Regions from separate parts of the Sus scrofa genome. Here region 2 is linked to region 1. A link is a contact called in public Hi-C data. All regions are on one chromosome and are shown on one strand. The core of a region is the stretch at or near the end of the contact, and the rest is flanking DNA. Distances in the headings are between cores, read along the strand shown.

Region 1 (6,637 bases), core at 824-3,323:
AATAAAACAAAAACAGATTCACACATACAGAGAACAAATGGGTGGTTGCTGGAAGGGAGGATTGGTGGGGGTGTGTGGAATAGGTGAATGGGATAAGAGGTACAATCCTCCAGTCAGAAAATAAATAAGCAGTGAGATATAATATACAACAATATGGAATATAGTCAGTAATATTCTAACAACTTTGTATGGGGATAGATAGTTACTAGACATTGCAGTGTTCATTTCATAATGCATGTAAATGTCAAATCACTATATAATATAGCTAAAACTAACGCAACACTGTACGTCAACTGCATTTTACCCACATGGCAAAGTTCATTTAAACATTAAAATATTTTAATATTTAATTACATCTTCCTTTTCATTTTCTTTAATAAGAACTAAAAGGAAGTTACAAAGGAAATACCACCATTCCATAGTCTGAAGTAGAATGTAATCTGTGTTTATTTCCTTTGTCTCAGTCAAGTATATTCTCTGATTTATTGGGCATTAATTTGGGAAAGTACCTGGCTTTGTCAAACTTAAATGTCTTAGATTCTCAATACATGACAGACATTAATACACAGGATGCATTCAACTAATGATTATTATTATTATTAATTATTAGCTGAGAAAGACAAATCTTGAATCTACTCAGTAAAGCAAAATAAATTATGGTTATCTGATGTTGGGAACAGGGAAAAATAGAACAGGAAGGAAGGAATTTTGAGAAGCAAAATTCCCAAATTTTCTTTGAAAAATGGTGATAGTAAAAGGAAATTCAGAAAATAGGAAGAATCTAAACCAAACTTCCTACTTTATAAAAAAATAATGGATACAAATAATTTACAAAACAGAAAACTGACATGACATATTTCACTTTGAATTGCCCCTCCTGGGGTAAGTACTATAATTAGGTTACGTGGGGGCAAAAGGAAAAAAAAAAGGTTAATTGTATTTCTAAATTATAATTCTATAACTGTGTACAATGTAACTTATTGGATTCATTTAATAAATTTTACATGATGTAATATAAAGAATGATAAATACGGAACATTATAATGTAAAAAAAGGAAGGCTATGCTTAATTCAACTAATCATGAATATTTATTTTAAGGTTAAGAAAAAAAATTCTTTAGACTTGTTAATCATAAATTTAACCTGCTGTGACAGTAGGTTCTGAGGTTAAATTATTCTTCCCAGGAATGATCAGGTTTATCAGTTGATGAAAATCTCATGCCTGGAAGAACAGTTAGCTGATAACTTACTGGGATAACTCTAAAAAAGATGTGTAACAAATATAAGAATCTATGATTCTCAGTAAATACATGAGAATGTATAAAATAAGTAGAATTTGGCTTGATCTAAAAACAATGTATGGAGTTCCCATTGTTGCTCAGCAGAAACGACTCTGACTAGTATTGATGAGGATGCAGGTTCGGTCACTGGCCTCACTCAATGGGTTAAGGATCCAGCGTTGCTGTGAGGTGTGGGGTAGGTCGCAGATGTAGCTCAGATCTGGCATTGCTGGGGCTGAGGTGTAGGCCAGTGGCTACAGCTCCAATTTGACCCCTAGCCTGGGAACCTCCATATGCCACAGGAGTGGTACTAAAAAGACAAAAAAAATTAAAATTAAAATAAGAAATAAAAAATGAAAACAATGTGCATTTGAAGTGAATATTTTTAAACTAAAGGATAATGAAGAAAATCTCTGAAGAACATTCACATTATCTACAGCTATAGTATGTTTTAGGTTATGCCATCCAGTATAACCCAAGGCTTCTGCCCTACCCTGCCTCTCCACAGTTGTATCAAGGGGAATAGCAGCTACACTTAATTACCTAATTTAAACTTAGTTTGAAAGGTACAACTTCTGTATGAAATCACTGAAAGATTACGAGTGTGAAATATTTAGAAATATCCATTGTTTCAAAACATCATGACTTTCACTGGGTAATTAAGGTTTGATTCTAGTTTTTTAAGTCTTTATCTGTAAATGTTCTGCTTTTTGACAGCTCCTTTAATAGTCATGTGGGATGCAGCTGTTGAACACATAACTGAGACAGAGATATGGGATATAAATAACTCACAGGATAACTTTCCAAATGCAAATCACTGATATCTTACAGATACCATGGAATAAAAATCCTAGCAAGTAAGTCACACAGGAAGTTTCAAAAAGAAGATTTAAAAAACAGATTTGCTTTTTTTCTGTCTGTTTCTCTTTTAGTGATTTTCCAGACACAATGTAGAGGTTCTGGTTTGAAACAGTCTTAGGCAGGGCTTCAGAGAACTTTTATTCCATAAAAGCACACTATTTCCATTAAAGTACACACTGCGAGCTGAAAGATATGCCATTCTTTTGGGGAAGTAACACTCATAAATCCTAGTAACATAAGCAATTCTAAAATAAAATCAAATTGGAGCACAGAAACATTTGGGGGCTGTTTTTCACATATATTTTTGGAGTCAAATATTTCCAAAGATATAGGGCTATATTTTCAGCCTGCATAATATCTCACACCAGTAACACCTGTTGTTGTTAATCTTTGTTTCCCCAAAGTGATGTGTGAGTATAAAGTCATCTGAGTGACTCATTAGGGCACCCCCAAAAGTTCTGTGATAACATAAGTAGACCAACTAAACAAATGTCCATGTGAAAGAGTAATGAACTTCTCTTTGCCAAGCTTCCTAATCTCTATAATTTTTCAGACTCTGAAAATGGAATGTGATTTACAGGTCTATAAATTTCATTGCTTCAGATTTTCATGTTTCTCTAATCACAGCTGTGAAAGGAAAACTCAGAGGTTCCTTCTCAGTTTTTATTTTAACCAAATAAATGAACACAAATAAAATACGGCTAAATACTTCATACGTCTGGTGCTCTAGAAAAATGGTGGGCTTAGAAATAAAGGGAAATGTAAATTTTTTTATGTGTTGCAAGACAGATAATGAAAAGATTTTGTCTAATCATGTATGGGGTGGTGAAAAAACAAAAACTAGTACTTCCAACAACAACATTTTCTCTTGGGATTTGTGTTAGGTCAGAGAGATCCTTCCATGTATACCTTGGAATTTTTAAATGGAAAAAAAAAAGTAAGAGAAATGTGATTTGGGGGCCTCCAGTTTGGCAGGTCTATTCATCTCTTATTAATACCTGAAGCCTAGAGATTGCTGCAATCAATATATACAGTGGGAATGCTCTAACTTGGGCTTTTTCATTAGGCGATCACCATCTCCTCCCTATGCCTTCTGAAGAGTAAATGCCCATGCCATAGGAAATTAAAAGAATTCCAGCACTGGAAATGAACAGAATGATTTGATACTTGTGACTGGTATTTTTGGAAGGAAAAAAAATTTATGGATTTCCATTGGAAGGTAGACTAACATTTAAAGCTTAAAGGAGGAACTAGTTACTTTGGTTGGAGTATTCTGGCCTGGAAGCGTGACAGGAGGCTTGGCTTTCCCTCAACCTGTGGCAAGGGAAGGTTTTTAATAGTAGGTGGCTGACTTCTTGAGTGAAGTGGGAACTGTTTTCTTATCAGTTAGCCATATGGTAAATATTCTGAAATTAGGAGAATTTTAGACTTTAGAGGGATTATACAATATCTTAAACTGAATAACAAGCTTGATCTTAGCTATTTAAAAATGTATTTTAAATGAGCTTCTTCTAATTTTTGTATGATATGACTCAAGTAGTTTCCTTCACATTCAAAAAGTGATATTTAACAAAAAATCCCAAAAGGTAATTCTGAAATAGATTTTAGTGAGAAATATATGTGTTTTGAATTAAATTTTTCTTTTTTATAGGTGCTGTATAATAAAATAAATGTACATAAAGGTGATATAATAGAGTACTTTTGTGCTGCTGTTTTTTTTTTTTCTTTTTTCCTTTTAGGGCCACATCTGAGACATATGGAGGTTTCCAGGCTAGGGGTCTAATCAGAGCTGTTGCTGCCGGCCTACGCCATGAGCCACTGCAATGCCAGATCAGAGCCAAGTCTGTGACCTACACCACAGCTCATGGCAATGCCGGATGCTTAACTCACTGAGTGAGGCCAGGGCTCAAACCCGAAACCTCGTGGTTCCTAGTTGGATTCATTTCCGCTGCGCCACGACGGTAATTCTGATATTAGAGTACTTTTTAACATTAATATTTGAAGCAGTATATTACTGAGGCCCAAAATACTTTGAGGAATGCAACACATTTCTAAAACTATAATTAGAAGATAATTTAACCTGGACATTGAAAACTTAGGTATTCTTGCTTTGATTTACCATATATTAGCTATTACTTTGAATAATCCCTTTCCACTTTCCAGCTGACAAATACATACAAGGGGTAAATATGTCAAATGATCGTAAAGGTTCCTTCTGTCTATAAAATGTGATTTTATGTCAATAAAAATAAAACATAATTTAACACACAGATATTCACTTATATCCATAACTCTTAAAGTTTATAAAGTATGGTTAAATACATGAAAACTCTCATAGAGATTGTAGAAATCTGTCAATACCACCATATATTATCATTAATCTAATTATTCATTTATTCTGCCAGACATTTGGTGATATAGGAGGAATCCTATAATTTGGTCAGAAGACATGCTATACATAAACAATTATAAGCAGCATAGAGTGGACACAATAAAACAGCGATAGGGTCAGTCTAGAATGTTGATTTAGAATTCTGACTTAGGAGTCTTTCAATTCTATGTCTGCCACCTTCCAGCTCTGTGATCTTGATCAAGTCACTATAAAACTCCAAAGCTTTTCCCTAAAGGCAGGATGGTGATGATGACTAAATGAGATCATGCAAGCCTCATGCTTAGTAAATGCCCAATAAATGGCAGCCTCTGAGTCCAATCATGCTCTTAGATGTGCTGTAGGAGCACAGAAGTAAAAAAAGCCAATTGTTGCCTGGTTAACTCCTGGAAGCAGATGTCCAAGGAAATGAGATATTCGTGCTAGGTCTGAAAGATGAGAGAGAGTTCACTGTATAGACTGGAAGTAGAAGAAGTGCATTCCAAGGAGAAGAAAAAAAAATTGGCACAAAGTCCTTGGGTTGAGAAGAAGCACTGCAAGTTAAGAGGATGCAAATGGTTTCCTGGCTGAAAAAGTGTGTGTGTGTCTTGGTATGGGCAGAGAGAGGTTAACAATTGAGTAGGGCTGATGCTTAAGCACAGATGTAAAATGCTGTTAAGTGCCCCACATGCGAAAGATTTAGAGTTTAATCCTTCAGGAAACAACAGTTAAAGACTCAAGATTTCTAATTAGCAGGATAACAATATAAAGAGACATTGATTTAGAAAAATCATGTTCAAGACAGTGTGGAAAACTGATGGATGGAAGTGAGGCTGCTAACAGTGAGGTGCTAGTTAGGGTCATCCCAGGCAGAAGTTGACGGAGGCCAAAGCTAAGGAGAAACAGTGGAAATGAAAGGAAGAACTAGATTTAAGATAGAGATCTGAAGTTTGTGTATTAGCCATGGTTCTCCAGAGAAAGCAAACCAATAGTTAGTTCTACAGAAGTTAACTGTAGAACTACAGAAGTGTGTGTGTGTGTGTGTGTGTGTGTGTGTGTGTGTGTGTGTGTGTTCATTTTAAAGAATTGGATTGTAGAACTGTAGAGGCTGGCAGGTCTAAAATCTGCAGGTTAGGCCAGCATGCTAGAAACTCAGGGAAGAGCCAATGCTACAGTTCAAGTCCAAAGGCTATCTGCTGGTAAAACTGTCCCTTACTTGGGGTAGGTCATTCTTTTTGTTCTATTCAGGCCTGTAACTGATTGGATGAAGTCAAGCCATATTACAGAGGACCATCTGCTTTACTCAAAGTGCACCTATTTAAATTCAATCTCTTCCAAAAACGGTCATAGTGGCTCAGACAAGTTGACATATAAAATTAATCACCACAGCTATGTCATGAAGATTGATAGAAAGAACAAGACCGAGGAAAGCAAAAAGCTGAGCATGGATAAGGTTTTCCCTTTGGTTCAGGGGGTGGCATTATCAGAAGTAATAGGTAGAAGAGGTAGATTGTGAATGGAAGAGGCAGGATTAAGTATAATGACTTTGAAATAACTGTGGATAAACTATGTGAAGACGTTTCATAGAAAATCTGAAGTATGGGTCAAGCTCAGGAAAGAAGCCACAGATCAGAAAAGACTCAAAAATCACTGACGTACTTGACTGGGAATATAGATTATTTATAAGGTTAGTGATTTTCAAACTGAAGGCTCATAAGAATCATCTGAAGTATTTTTAAAATACAGATACTGGTTTCTCCCAAAACGATGACTCAAAACTTTGAGATCAGTAACCCAGGCATCTGTATTTCGAAAGTCTTGTAAGAGATTCTGATATACAGCCAAATTTGAAAGCCACTAGCTTAGAGTTTGAGAACCACTGACTTAAAGCATAGAACATGAAGCTAAATAAGATATCACAGAAGAATAAAATGCAGAGAATACACTTTTCTAAAGATATCTGGTTAGGCAAACCCACAAATAGAATCGTCAGTAAGTCAAGCAGAAGCAAAGTTATAAAAGCCAAAGAAAAACAATTTTAAGGCGAGTTGGGTCAACAGCATCAAGTGGGTCAGCAACGTCAGTAAAGATAAGGAATACAAAGTTAAATTGCATTCAACTTGGTTTT
Region 2 (6,476 bases), core at 2,496-4,995, 360 kb after region 1:
CTCGCAGCTTACACCACAGCCACAGCAACACCAGATCCAAGCCACGTCTGCAGCCTACACCATAGCTCACGGCAACAGCGGATCCTTAATCCACTGAATGAGGCCAGGGATTGAACCCACAACCTCATGGTTCTTAGTCGGATTTGTTTCCACTGTGCCATAACAGGAACTCTGGAACGTCATCAATTTTAAGTGCATTCAGTTGCACTGTTGTAAAGGCAGGAGTGACCACTTTCAAGTTCTGTATATATTGGAACTGAAATCCAAAACCCTGTATTTAATTTTCTATCCAATTGATAATTCTTCCCATGACATGAATTAATTGTTCTTATCCGTACCTATTGTGTCACCCTCACGTGTTTTTAATGTGCCATGGAGTAAGAATAGACACAAGTCCTTCTCTCTTAATGTGGAACAAAATTGTCTGCAGAAGCTAAGCCTTTAGAGATTTTCTGAAAAACAAACAAAAGCTGTGTCTAGAAAGTAAGGGTGATGTGAATAGAGCATTTGGCCCTGCAAGCCAAAGAAAGAGGAGTATTGTCTTTAAAAAAAATTTTTTTTTCGAACTGAGCTTAAGATATTCACCTAGACTGATTTATGAGAGTGGAAGTGGAAATAAGGGCAGGGGTTGGATTTCCTCAAGCATATTCTTTGCGCCCCTATATGTTGCACTTACTGCATTGATTCAAAGCAAAAGGTGTGTTTTACAAATGCTTAAGGCATGTTCCTGCAATATTTCATTATATGCCAGTGTGGTCATCATCCCCTGCAAAGTAGCAGTGTCTAGGAACAAGTTATCATCCTGAAATAATAAAGGCAATTCATTTTATTGACATTTAAAATACATGAGAACATTTATGACCAAACTCATATATATTTCTCATCGTGAATTTTTGGCATTAATTATTAAGCCTGCTCCAGGGAAGGATATGTTTACAACATTATGAAGCAGATCTTTCTTTTAGGTTAAGAATGTTTGCATTTGGAAGGAAATTACTGTGTCAGTTAATTTGCCCTAGTCTCTGATGACATCTCTCTGCAACCATCAACATTTTTCTTCATGGGTTGCATTTGAAAAAATATGTGATATTATATTCTATACTATACTGTGTTTAATATAGTAAAATATTACAATTTAGACCTTCTTTAACTAGAATTGGCTGAGCCACATTTCATTTGAAAAAAAAATGTGACAGCTAGTAAAATATAATTTACAATAGTCACTATTGGACTTCCCTGTGGCTGATATCATTGTAACGTCACTATTACCTCACGTAAGATACAATAACCAAGTAATACATTAGCTGGCATGCCTACAAAGACAATATATTATTATTATTATTATTATTGTGATATTTTTGACTCCTCTATTTTCACAGCAGTTTTCAATGGATATTTTTGTGAGAAGCTGAGAAACCCTATAGAATACATCAGTCCCTAGAGTCCTTTCCAGATTAAAAGGCAATGGTCCTGTATTTATAGATCAAGTGAGTAAAGAACCTACTATGGGATCATGCATCCTAAAATTCTCAATCTATACAGTAGGATCAGTTACTGAAATAGCAACTTTCAGCACCAGAACTTGGAAAGTTTAAAATAAGAAAAGAGGTTTTAAAGTATTACTTTACATTATTAAAATCATGCCAACAGAAAGTGGATAGAAAGAAGTTAGAATTGGCTGAAAGAATGAATGTTTCCTATCAGACATTTCTGTGTTCTTTTTCCAATGCTTCCACTTACTAATTATGTGTCCTAGACCTAGTTTCTGAATTCTCAGAGCCTTATCAGGGGAAAAAAAAAAACAAACTCTTTATGTCTTCATCTCTAAAACAAATTTAACAGTATATCCCACATTGGCAGTGTTGAGGATTGTGTGAGGTTATGTGTTAAAAAAAAAAAAAAGTTCAGTATAATATCCAGCATGAAGCAAATCTTCAATAGCTATTTCAATGCTCAGACTCATCTCCTTTCCTTTCTTGTAATCCAACTAAAAGAAATATTTCCAACCTACTGGGTTAAGAAATTGGTTTAAAATTCCCCTGAGGACTGCACTTATTTCAAAATGCTCAGATATATTACTATTTTGTTTAGTGTTTCAGGGAACATAGTCAAATTTAGACTTGGTCCTGGTTGCATGGTTCTTATTTAATAAGAGAAGTGGGATATATTCTAAGTATAAAAATAGGAGTTGCAATGATTATAAAAGTGATGAGTCATAGAGAGGATCCAGAATTACATTGGTGGTTTGGAGGACACTGGATGTTAGGGAAATTGTCCTGGAAGAAGTGGGCCCTAAACTGTACTGTGAAGGAGAGAAAACAAATGATGAAGCAGAGAAAAGACGTTAGCCAGAGCAAACATTTGGGTTGACAGGAGTATCAAGATCAACTGGAATGAACATGGCTCTCAATATGGGCAGATACCCACCCAGACAGATGCTGTTCAGGACCATTCTTCCCGATGATTACTCAGAATTCTCAGTTAATACCTGAGGCAGCCCTAAGCCAGGAGTCATCTACACTTGAGGCTTTTTTTTTTTTATTTCCCTCACTTCTCTCCATTCCCTCCAGATAGGCCTGTCCTTTACTCAGTACTGCAATATCCTCCTCTCTGTTTTTAAAGTAGACTAAGCTCATCTGACATAATAATATTTACTGTATAATATGAGTGTAGTTATGAAGTACAAAATCCACATTATCCCACAAAAGTACTATTAAAAATTTCAACAGTATTACTGGAGCTATCCCAGAATCCACTAATGAAAATAAACACGACCTGTAAACAAAAAATAAAAATTGAAAAAATGACAGTTGTCTATTCCAAGGAATGAACTAACATACACTCGAAAAATAAGGTAAAGATGGTAAAGCAATTGCATATATGTTTATTGAAAACACTGTGAATTGAGTTATAATATAAAATTATCTAAGCATTTGCTTAGATAATAAAATACTTAGCTGTAAAAAATATTACCTTTGGAGATACTTTATAATTTATGATATGAAAAATTTTAGTCACAGATTCTATACATAAAAACAATATTTTCCTTTGAATGTTTACACTGTTTCAGAAACAGAGATAGGAGTTAATTTCTATGCTGAAACATCATGCTTGAAACTCTTTACAGCTATTATCACAAAACACCATTATCTCAAAACATTATCTCAAAACAACATGCTTGAAACCAGCCCAACTATTTCTTATCTGAGGAAACCATAGTTTGTATTCCATTAGGCACCAAAACATAAAAGATAATCATTGCAAAAAATAAATATATGTGTGTATTTTTCTCTTTGAAAATATTTTATATTAGAATAGTCTTATTTTTAAAATATGCGTGTAAACTTCGCTGAATTTAATGTTTTCATTATACACATCTAGCAGGTTTTAGTAAACCAAGTGTGCAAATAATGACTATTACTTATTATCATATCAATAAGTAATCACACACAGAAAGTAAACTCAAACAAGAAAGAATCACAGTGTCCTCTAGGTGGTAACAATATTTGCTCCCTAGTTAGCATCTGAAGACTTCCAAGTTCTTTTAGAACCATACATCCAGTTTATATCTCAGATTTATCAAATGTGAGTCAGAGATCTCTGGTAAGGAGGTTTAGAGTTGTGACTGCTAAATGTAGGACCTTCATCCTCTTGCCACTGCTAAATTTAGGACCATCATCCCCTTGCCTTTGAAGGATAGAAGTGAGGAGACACCTGTCTCAAACACTTACCATCAGCATCTGATCTATGCCACCTATGTAATATATTTCAGGAAATGATAGTCCTGCTGTGTGGATGCTAAGCCACTGTGACCCTACATATCTTGCTAGAGAACTGCTGTTGCCTTTTTTAATAGACCTATTTACGTTGCAAGATTTTTTTTTTTTTTTTTGCTTTTTTAGGGCTGCACCCACGGCATATGGAGGTTCCCAGGCTAGGGGTCAAATTGGAGCTGTAGCCGCCAGCCTACACCACAGCCGTAGCAATGTCAGATCTGAGCTGCGTCTGCGACCTACACCACAGCTCACAGCAACGCCGGATCCTTAACCCACTGAGCAAGGGCAGGGATCGAACGAACCTCATGGCTGCTAGTCAGATTCATTTCCACTGAGCCACAACAGGAACTCCTACCCTTGGAAGATTTTAAAGTTTTTTGCAGCACTGAATATAAGCTACAAATTTTGAAATCAGGATTAAAAAGTGTTGGCAGTGGACCTACTGTGTATCAAAAGTCTTACATACATGTGAGCCCTTTGATCCAAGAACTCTACTTCTGAAAATGTAAAGGAGATAATTATGTATAAACATGTAATTATAGGGGTCTTCATTTCAGAATATTTACAACAAAGAAAATGTGTTCTCTAAGTGTTCAAAAATTGACAATAAGTAAAATATCCAAAATAAGACAAATAAACTGTTTTGCAATCCCAATAAAAATGATATTCTAAATATACTTATTCACGTGAAAAATGCCCATATAATAGTTATATGAAAAAATGAAGGATAAAATAGTAGGTTAAATATGTGATCCCATTTTTTTATTCCATCTATACATATATATATGTATAAAACCACTATACATTTAGTGGTTCTATACACACACACACACACACACACACACACACACACATATATATATGGTTTTCTCTAAGGGAGTGGATTATGGTTGAATTTAATTTTCCCTAGCTATATTTTCTAGTTTTATTCAATTAGTATATATTACTTATATAATGAAAAGTTTCAAATTAGTACTATTAAACAATGAAAAAATTAAAGTGCAAAATAGAAAAGTTTTCCTGTTGCCCTCTCTCCTGTAGCTTAAAATATACAATATAGAGAAAACCTAATCAAGCATATTAGAATTAAAACAATCAACGATAAGCACTAAGAGTTCCCGTCATGGCTCAGCAGTTAACGAATCTGACTAGCATCCATGAGGATGCAGGTTCGATCCCTGGCCTTGCTAAGTGGGTTAAGGATCCTGTGTTGCTGTGAGTTGTGGTGTAGGTCACAGATGCAGCTCGGATCCCATGTTGCTATGGCTGTGGCGAAGGCCAGCGGCTACAACTCCAGTTCAACCCCTAGCTTGGGAACCTCCATATGCCATGGGTCCGGCCCTAAAAAGCAAAAAAAAAAAAAACAAAAAAAAAAAAAAAACAATAAGCACTAAAGCAATACAAGTAAAATTCAATCGCACTTGACCTGGTTAAATCATTATAAATATGTATGTTATATCATGAAAAAAATTACCAGATTTAGGAGTTCCCATTGTGGCGCAATGGTTAACGAATCCGACTAGGAACCATGAGGTTGCAGGTTCGATCCCTGGCCTTGCTCAGTGGGTTAAGGATCCGGCATTGCCGTGAGCTGTGGTGTAGGTTGCAGACGGGCTTGGATCCACGTTGCTGTGGCCCTGGTGTAGACCGGTAGCTACAGCTCCAATTAGACCCCTAGCCTGGGAATTCCATATGCCGTGGGAGCGGCCCTAGAAAAGGTAAAAAGACCAAAAAAAAAAATTTACCAGATTTAGAGGAAAGGTAAGTGTGTATGACTTTCTGCTAAATTCCTGGGTGATGATGGGCAAGTCACATTTACAGATGTTATATTCATAGAAAATGGGAGTAGATGATTTCTGAAAGCCCTTTCAACTCTAATACTCTATCAATCACTGGAAAATCCTCTTATCTTTGGTAATGTCCTTGACCTCCCTCAGCCATAGAAGGGCCCATACCAGTTTCAGCAACTGTGCACAAGATCCCCTGGGCAGGGCCTGTGTCTTGCATAAATGTTTTCACTTTAAATAAGTCTCTTTCACATAATAACAATTCAATAAATGTCCGGTAATAAATCGTTCCTCTTGTGATAGTCATACATCCATGACCTCAGGAAGCCTAGCCCAGGATATTTTCAACCATTTGATTGATTTGTCTGCACAAATGGCAATGGCTACTCTGGTCCAAGATCCAAGACCCTGTATAAAAACTAATTATAGCAAGATGTAGTACACAGGCTTAGAGTAAGCTGTTTTCATTCAGTTCTCAACATAAGAGAACATGGCCCCTCAAAGCCACAGGATACCACTGTTCTTATGCTGTTAAAGCTCTGAGACATCTTCCATAGTGCCTCTGTTTGATCCATCTTTCTGGTTCTGCCTTCCCTTTGTTCTTCAGAGGAGCATAAAATTGTTTTGGTAATTTCATTAGCTTCAAAAGAAGCCAGAGTAAGTGTGCTGGTTAAAATATTCAGTAAGCACATCTGTCAGCATATTCCACGTGAGAAACAAAAGACTAAGGCTGCAATCATAGTTTCAGAAGCTAGCAACAGAGTGGGTAGCTAGAGCAATCCACAGTCAGCAAACCAACAGGCCAATGTCATGGACACTGAGGATAGAGTGTCTCAGAGCAGACAACTCCCAGCTGGGCATGGCAGCACAAAGTCAAAATGGCAGGAAAGAATGGGACCTGAAGAGCTGTCAC

Evidence for each region. Hi-C and Micro-C count contacts between places; a contact is called where the count stands out from the background.
Region 2: a Hi-C map of fetal skeletal muscle shows a contact between it and region 1, with 2.1 times the contacts expected there. The contact joins two enhancer-like sites. A contact is called at or near these places in 1 of 47 Hi-C or Micro-C datasets (fetal skeletal muscle) and 1 of 2 datasets of contacts at active chromatin or transcription factors (skeletal muscle).

What each region holds. Positions count from the first base shown.
Region 1 is chr8:100,157,433-100,164,069 of Sscrofa11.1, forward strand. No RefSeq gene overlaps it. Among named protein-coding and RNA genes, the nearest start is that of ANKRD50, 380 kb to the left of the region's middle. Within about 2 kb of position 2,074, at least 5 of the 83 cell types and tissues checked have an H3K27ac peak or open chromatin away from gene starts, as enhancers often do. A contact at or near this core is called in fetal skeletal muscle, where this site is marked.
Region 2 is chr8:100,512,481-100,518,956 of Sscrofa11.1, forward strand. It overlaps a transcript of SPRY1 not described here. Among named protein-coding and RNA genes, the nearest start is that of SPRY1, 350 kb to the right of the region's middle. Within about 2 kb of position 3,746, at least 1 of the 83 cell types and tissues checked has an H3K27ac peak or open chromatin away from gene starts, as enhancers often do. A contact at or near this core is called in fetal skeletal muscle, where this site is marked.